Regions from separate parts of the Rattus norvegicus genome. Here region 2 is linked to region 1. A link is a contact called in public Hi-C data. All regions are on one chromosome and are shown on one strand. The core of a region is the stretch at or near the end of the contact, and the rest is flanking DNA. Distances in the headings are between cores, read along the strand shown. Region 1 has its middle 38 kb from the start of Cfl2. Region 2 holds the start of Baz1a (bromodomain adjacent to zinc finger domain, 1A).

Evidence for each region. A called contact is a pair of places that touch in the nucleus more often than the background predicts.
Region 2: a contact with region 1 is called in a Hi-C map of Schwann cells, with 3 times the contacts expected there. The contact joins the promoter of Baz1a here to the enhancer-like site in region 1. A contact is called at or near these places in 1 of 12 Hi-C or Micro-C datasets (Schwann cells) and 1 of 1 datasets of contacts at active chromatin or transcription factors (oligodendrocytes).

The regions. Positions count from the first base shown.
Region 1 is chr6:78,055,081-78,057,820 of GRCr8, reverse strand. No RefSeq gene overlaps it. Among named protein-coding and RNA genes, the nearest start is that of Cfl2, 38 kb to the left of the region's middle. Within about 2 kb of position 1,415, at least 42 of the 93 cell types and tissues checked have an H3K27ac peak or open chromatin away from gene starts, as enhancers often do. A contact at or near this core is called in Schwann cells, where this site is marked.
Region 2 is chr6:78,216,410-78,219,149 of GRCr8, reverse strand. It overlaps Baz1a (bromodomain adjacent to zinc finger domain, 1A), which reads left to right and starts at 1,362. Exons shown (of 26, transcript NM_001170568.2): 1 at 1,362-1,503. The coding sequence starts at 1,391.

The DNA of each region.
Region 1 (2,740 bases), core at 166-2,665:
TCTATTAATCTCCAAGTGTGAAAAGTGATTTCTCACTGGGATGGCACAGAAATAGTATTCTAGGACAGCAGGAGGATGGAGGCTCACTGGCCAGCCACTCCGGCTGAATAAGTGAGAGATTCTACTCAAAAACAGAGTAGAGGGGCCAGTAAGACCTGTGCCACCGGACCCACTTGGTGGGAAGAAACCAGATTCTTTCTCAGAAGTGGTTTTCTGCCCCTCCACTCTGTGCACTGTGGTACACACACACACACACACACACACATACACACACACACACACACACACACACACACACACACACACAATGTTTTTTAAAAATGAGATTGAGCGCTATTGAGAAAAACACTTTATTTTTGACCGGAGCCCCATATGCATATATACTTATGTACAAACAACATATGTATATGTATATATTTGTGTGTGTGTGTGTGTGTGTGTGTGTGTGTGTGTGTGTGTGTTGAGATGGCCCAAGGCAACGAATTGAAATCCCCCACCCCAAAAAAACCATAGTTACCATCGTTACCAAAGAATCTTAAGTTGAGGGTTGGGGATTTAGCTCAGTGGTAGAGCGCTTGCCTAGCAAGCACAAGGACCTGGGTTCGGTCCCCAGCTCCGAAAAAAAGAAAAGAAAAAAAAAAGTTGAGATAAAAACGTTGGGCTAGCTGGTCAGTTCAGCCAGTGCTCGCTTGCCTCCGAGCCTCATGACCTGAGTTTGACCCCTGGAACCCATACGGTAAAGGGGAGGACTTATTTACACAAGCTGTCCTCTGACTTCCACACATGTGCCATGACACATGCACACACATGAACACATTTGAACATAATAAAACCTGTTGATGTTAAGTCAGTGAATATAACACTCACAAATGACCACAGCACATCCATTCAGCTTATCAGCGTTCATCAGATTGAAAAGCAGGGAGGGAAACCAACGGTGGTGGCGCAAGTGCGGAGTTTAAAGTTATCCTTTGGTTACGTCACCAGTTCAAGTTCAGCCTGAGCTACACAGCTCCTATCCCAAAACGAAACAAGAAACAGCAAAAGCGGGACCCTTCCGGGCGTGGGGGCTGTAGTTTAGCTTTGAGGCAGAATGGGTATGAGAAGAGTGTGAGCGGCCACTGCTGTGTTCTCTGCCATGAGATCTTCTTAGAGAGTGACTCATCATGGGGAGATGATCACTGCTAAGAAACCAACCCCCAGCACTACATTTTGCCTCCAATTAATTATGAAAACAGTCTTGCTACAGTTACGGAAAAGGGAGAAGTGTGTTTCACCCTTAGGTTAACCGGACAGCTGTTCACGGAAACAGTTTCCTATAAAGAAGAATTGAGCCCTCCTGCTTGCTCCTCCGGGGCCGGGCTTCCAGTGGGGGCAGGGTGGAGATTTGAACAGCTGCACATTCCCTACTTGGCGTCAAGTGACTGGGAATGGGGTTTCAGCCACTCAGGATGACTTAGTCATCAGCTGGTTAGAGGCAACAATGAGAAGCTTTTGTTTGTGCTTCTGTGTGGGGTACAAGGGACAAAGAACAGCAAATACCCACACACTGCTGTACTGACCCTCATTTTCCTCTCAAAAGCATCCTTAATCATATATATATATATATATATATATATATATATATATATATATATATATTACAATCTTTTTTACTTAAAATCTTATTTAATAATGAATTCTTTCAAAATAAATTATACAAGACAGATAGCTGACTGGGGGTGGGTTTTGCCACCATTGTCTTTTTTCTTTTCTTCTTTTTACTTTTTATTGGGGGGGAGGGTAACATGTCATACAATCTATTTTGACCATGATGTCTGTTTTCCCTATTTATCCTCCTCCCTCCCCATCCAATTTTATGTTCTTTCTTTTTTTATATATAAATATATGTAGTATATAATTTCTTAAATATATATAATAGTTCGTGTGTGCATGTATGGTTAAAAATAGGCTATATACTGCAATGTAGCTGTACACCATTTCCAAATATTTGTCTAGAAATTTCTTTTTCCCCTTCCTTACTAAAAAAGGTTACACATGAATACATTGTAATCAGGAAATAGTTTTGAATTACAGACATATACACAGCCAGTCTTCTATCACCACCCTTGTTCGAACTCCCTCTCCTATCACCCTGCTCTTACAAGAGTTTAAAAGAAACAACCACCACCATGCTGGCTTTGGAAGCTTTTGAACAGAAGGCAGATTCCAAGATCAAAAGTCAGGAGTCACTAAAAGTCAGAGCCTCACTGTGGACACTCAGGAGTCACTAATCATGAACCCCGCTGTGGACACAGCCCTAGTGAGCGCTAAGGAAAGTCATGGCAGTGAGTCTGAATCAGGTCAGTTCCCGGGACATGACACAGGAGCCAGTAATCTCTGGGATTGCTCCTCCCTGCCCTTGCCTCTAGCTAGCTGCTCTCCCTCAGGCATCTCTAGTCTCCCAGCTGTGAGCAGGCACCATCACAGAGCTGTGCAATGAGACCAGGTGTGCAAAACACCAGCGGTCACACTGGGAGGACTCCAGCGATTATTAGCTTTCTGTCCTCCTCCACGTGGACTTTGATGCATCAGAAGCACTTACTGATTTATTTCTAAAGAAGTTCTATTTCTGGGTGTTTGCAGGGAAAAGGATAATCCCATGCCTACCCTGTAATAAAAGGTAAAGGGGTCCTTGTGCTCCCACCGTGAGGCTCAGGGCATGACAGGTCACAAGTAGTAGTATAGAGTTAACTAAAGG
Region 2 (2,740 bases), core at 113-2,612, 160 kb before region 1:
ACCGAACCCAGGGCCTTGCGCTTGCTAGGCAAGCGCTCAACCACTGAGCTAAATCCCCAACCCCTATGATTTCTAATTTAAAATATAATTTTCAATTCAAAAGTCCCAAGTCTTATAAGAATTAAAATTGTTTTAATTTATGAAAGTTACCTATATGGGAAAATTGTTTTATGAGACATTTCAGTGGTAAATTCAACATCATTAAGATTCTAATTGAACTAAACACTGACCTTAAAGTTACTTATAGATTATAAGTTACTTACACTTTTTAAATTCTGTGTTTAGTTTTAAATATGTGGGGGAATCATATAAATGTGATGACATTTCAAACTTTTGCCTTTTCCTGAGCTATCAAACTCTTTGAATTGTAAGTATTAAGACAGACTGGTGTCAAGAAAGGTACTTTCTTTCAAGATGGATGTTTACGCATGCAAAATACTTTGAGAGTTTTAGCAACTTCGTTTCTTATTCTTCCCTTCTTCAAAACGCAATTTAAATCGGAACCGGAGTCCCCTTTGCAGTTCAAAAGCTGAGCGCTGGTGGCCCATTGGAAAAGATGAAGGCTTTACTTTGTCAGCCAAGTGTTTAAGGAACACTAGCGCTTTCCCTAGATCTTCTGGCCGATAATCTCAAACATGGAGGATGCTTCTGATTCTTCACGAGGGGTTGCTCCATTAATTAATAATGTAGCTCTCCCAGGCTCTTCGCCCTCTCTTCCTGTATCAGTGACAGGCTGTAAAAGTCATCCAGTAGCCAATAAAAAGGTAGAAGCGAGAAGCGAAAAGCTCCTCCCCACAGCTCTTCCTCCTTCAGAGCCGAAAGTAGCTCAGAAACTTCCCGGGAGCGCGGAGAGGCGGGGAAGTGCCGGCGGGACGCGATCCCCGCGCAGAGCCGGGCAGTGGCAACGCGAGCGGCGGCGGCTGGGAGAGACTCCGGGGCGGGGCGGGCCGGGCCCTCGCGGCGTTCCTCGTGGGAAGGTGCGGCGGCGGGCAAGTGCTCGCAGGTGAGGGGCTCTCCAGCCGGCGTCCGGGGGAACCGGGAACAAAGCGCGGCGGCACCCGGGGTCCGTGGCCGCCTAGCTCCAGAGCGCCTAACTCCGAGCACATTGCGAGTCCCCGGACCGGCGGTGCGGCGGCGGCGGCGGCCCGGAGCGGCGCTTGGGGGAGGGAGCCGCCGCACGCCCGCCGCGGGGCGTCCGCCCCATTGTGAGGCGCCCGCGGGGCGCGCTGGGGCCGCGGCCGCCCGACAGACTCCGCACCCCGGCGGGGAGGAGGACCGGACTCGTCTGTCACACAAAAGGCAGCCGAGCCGCCCCGGAGCTCTCCGACCTTACCGGCTTTCCTTTCCCTCCAATTTGCTAGGGACGCGGGTGGACGTGCGCAGCCGAGAGATGCCGCTGCTTCACCGAAAGCCGTTCGTGAGGCAGAAGCCGCCGGGGGACCTGCGGCCGGACGAGGAAGTTTTCTACTGTAAAGTCACCAACGAGATCTTCCGCCACTACGAGTAAGGCCGGCGCCGGGGCAGCGGGGACGGCCGCCCCCGCGCCCTTTTGTCTGTCTGTCTCCTCTTTCTCTCCGGGGCTCGTGACGGGTGGCCGGGCCGCCCCTCCCCCGCGCTCCGTGACCGCGTGGGGCGGCGGGCAGCGGGCGGCGGGGCCCGCGGAGGCCGGCGACCGCTCAGAGCCACCGCGCTCGCCGGCGGGCGGAAACTCCCCGCCTCGCCCCTCCCCGCCGCGGCCGCACGCGCTCGGCCGCCGGTTCCGGGATCCCCGCCGGGTCAGCCGCGCGCCGCCGCGGTCCCGCAGCCCCGAGAGGGAATCTCTGACCCCGAGGGCAGGAAACGGCCGGCCCCGGACTGGGTTTTCGCGGCCGTGCGTGGCTTCTGACGTTTAGGGTTGGTGGTGGTGGCGGTGGCGGTGGTAGGTGGCTGCCAGGGCTGAGGTGGGGACAGGGGCAGGAGTAGATGCTGGCCCGGCAGAGGGGCGAGGGGTTACTTCGCTGGCCAAGAGGACGGGGCCGGGGGCGTTGGGGTACTGGTGTCGCGAGCGGCGGCCTCGCGTCCCGCGCCGCCTAGGCCTGGGAGTGTGCGACGAGAGCCGCGCTCTGTCACCGCCTCTTCTTGGTGACTAACTCCCGTCCCTGGGGAACTCGGCGTCTCCGCCCCCGGGAGACCGGCGAGGAAGAAGTCGGGCCGAGCGTGGGGAAAGGAGTGGGAGACAGCTGACGCCCCTGGTTTTCCTTTCGAGTAACCTAGAGCTCGGCAGTGGGAGTTGGGGGGGGGGGCGTTAGACAAGTTCAACTCCAGCTTCAGCTTGCCCCCCCCCCCCCACTCCCTCCTCTGGCGCATGTGGGCCGCCTGACATGTGCCACTGCTTTTGTTTTGATAAGAACCCGAAGCTGCTGCACATGTAGCTTCAACTCCCAAGTTTTTAGGTCATTGCTCGGTGTATCTAAGAGTTTCCGTGGCTCAGTGACACGAAGCAGCGACCCATGTTTAAATAGGGACTCTTAAGTGAGAACCCGAGTTGATCCGTCACAGGAACAGCCTGGACACCCCCCCCCCCCCTTTTCGTTCTTTATCCTCCACGCAGACTCTTTGTGGCTTAGAAACAGTATGTTAATAGCAACCAAATAGGTTGTGTGTAGGAGGATTTCTTGAGTGTGGGGGCCTGGGAGAAAGGCCTGATCCAGGGAGGTCTTTAGGCACTCTCTACAGCCACCTGAGAGAAAAGAGTAGTGAG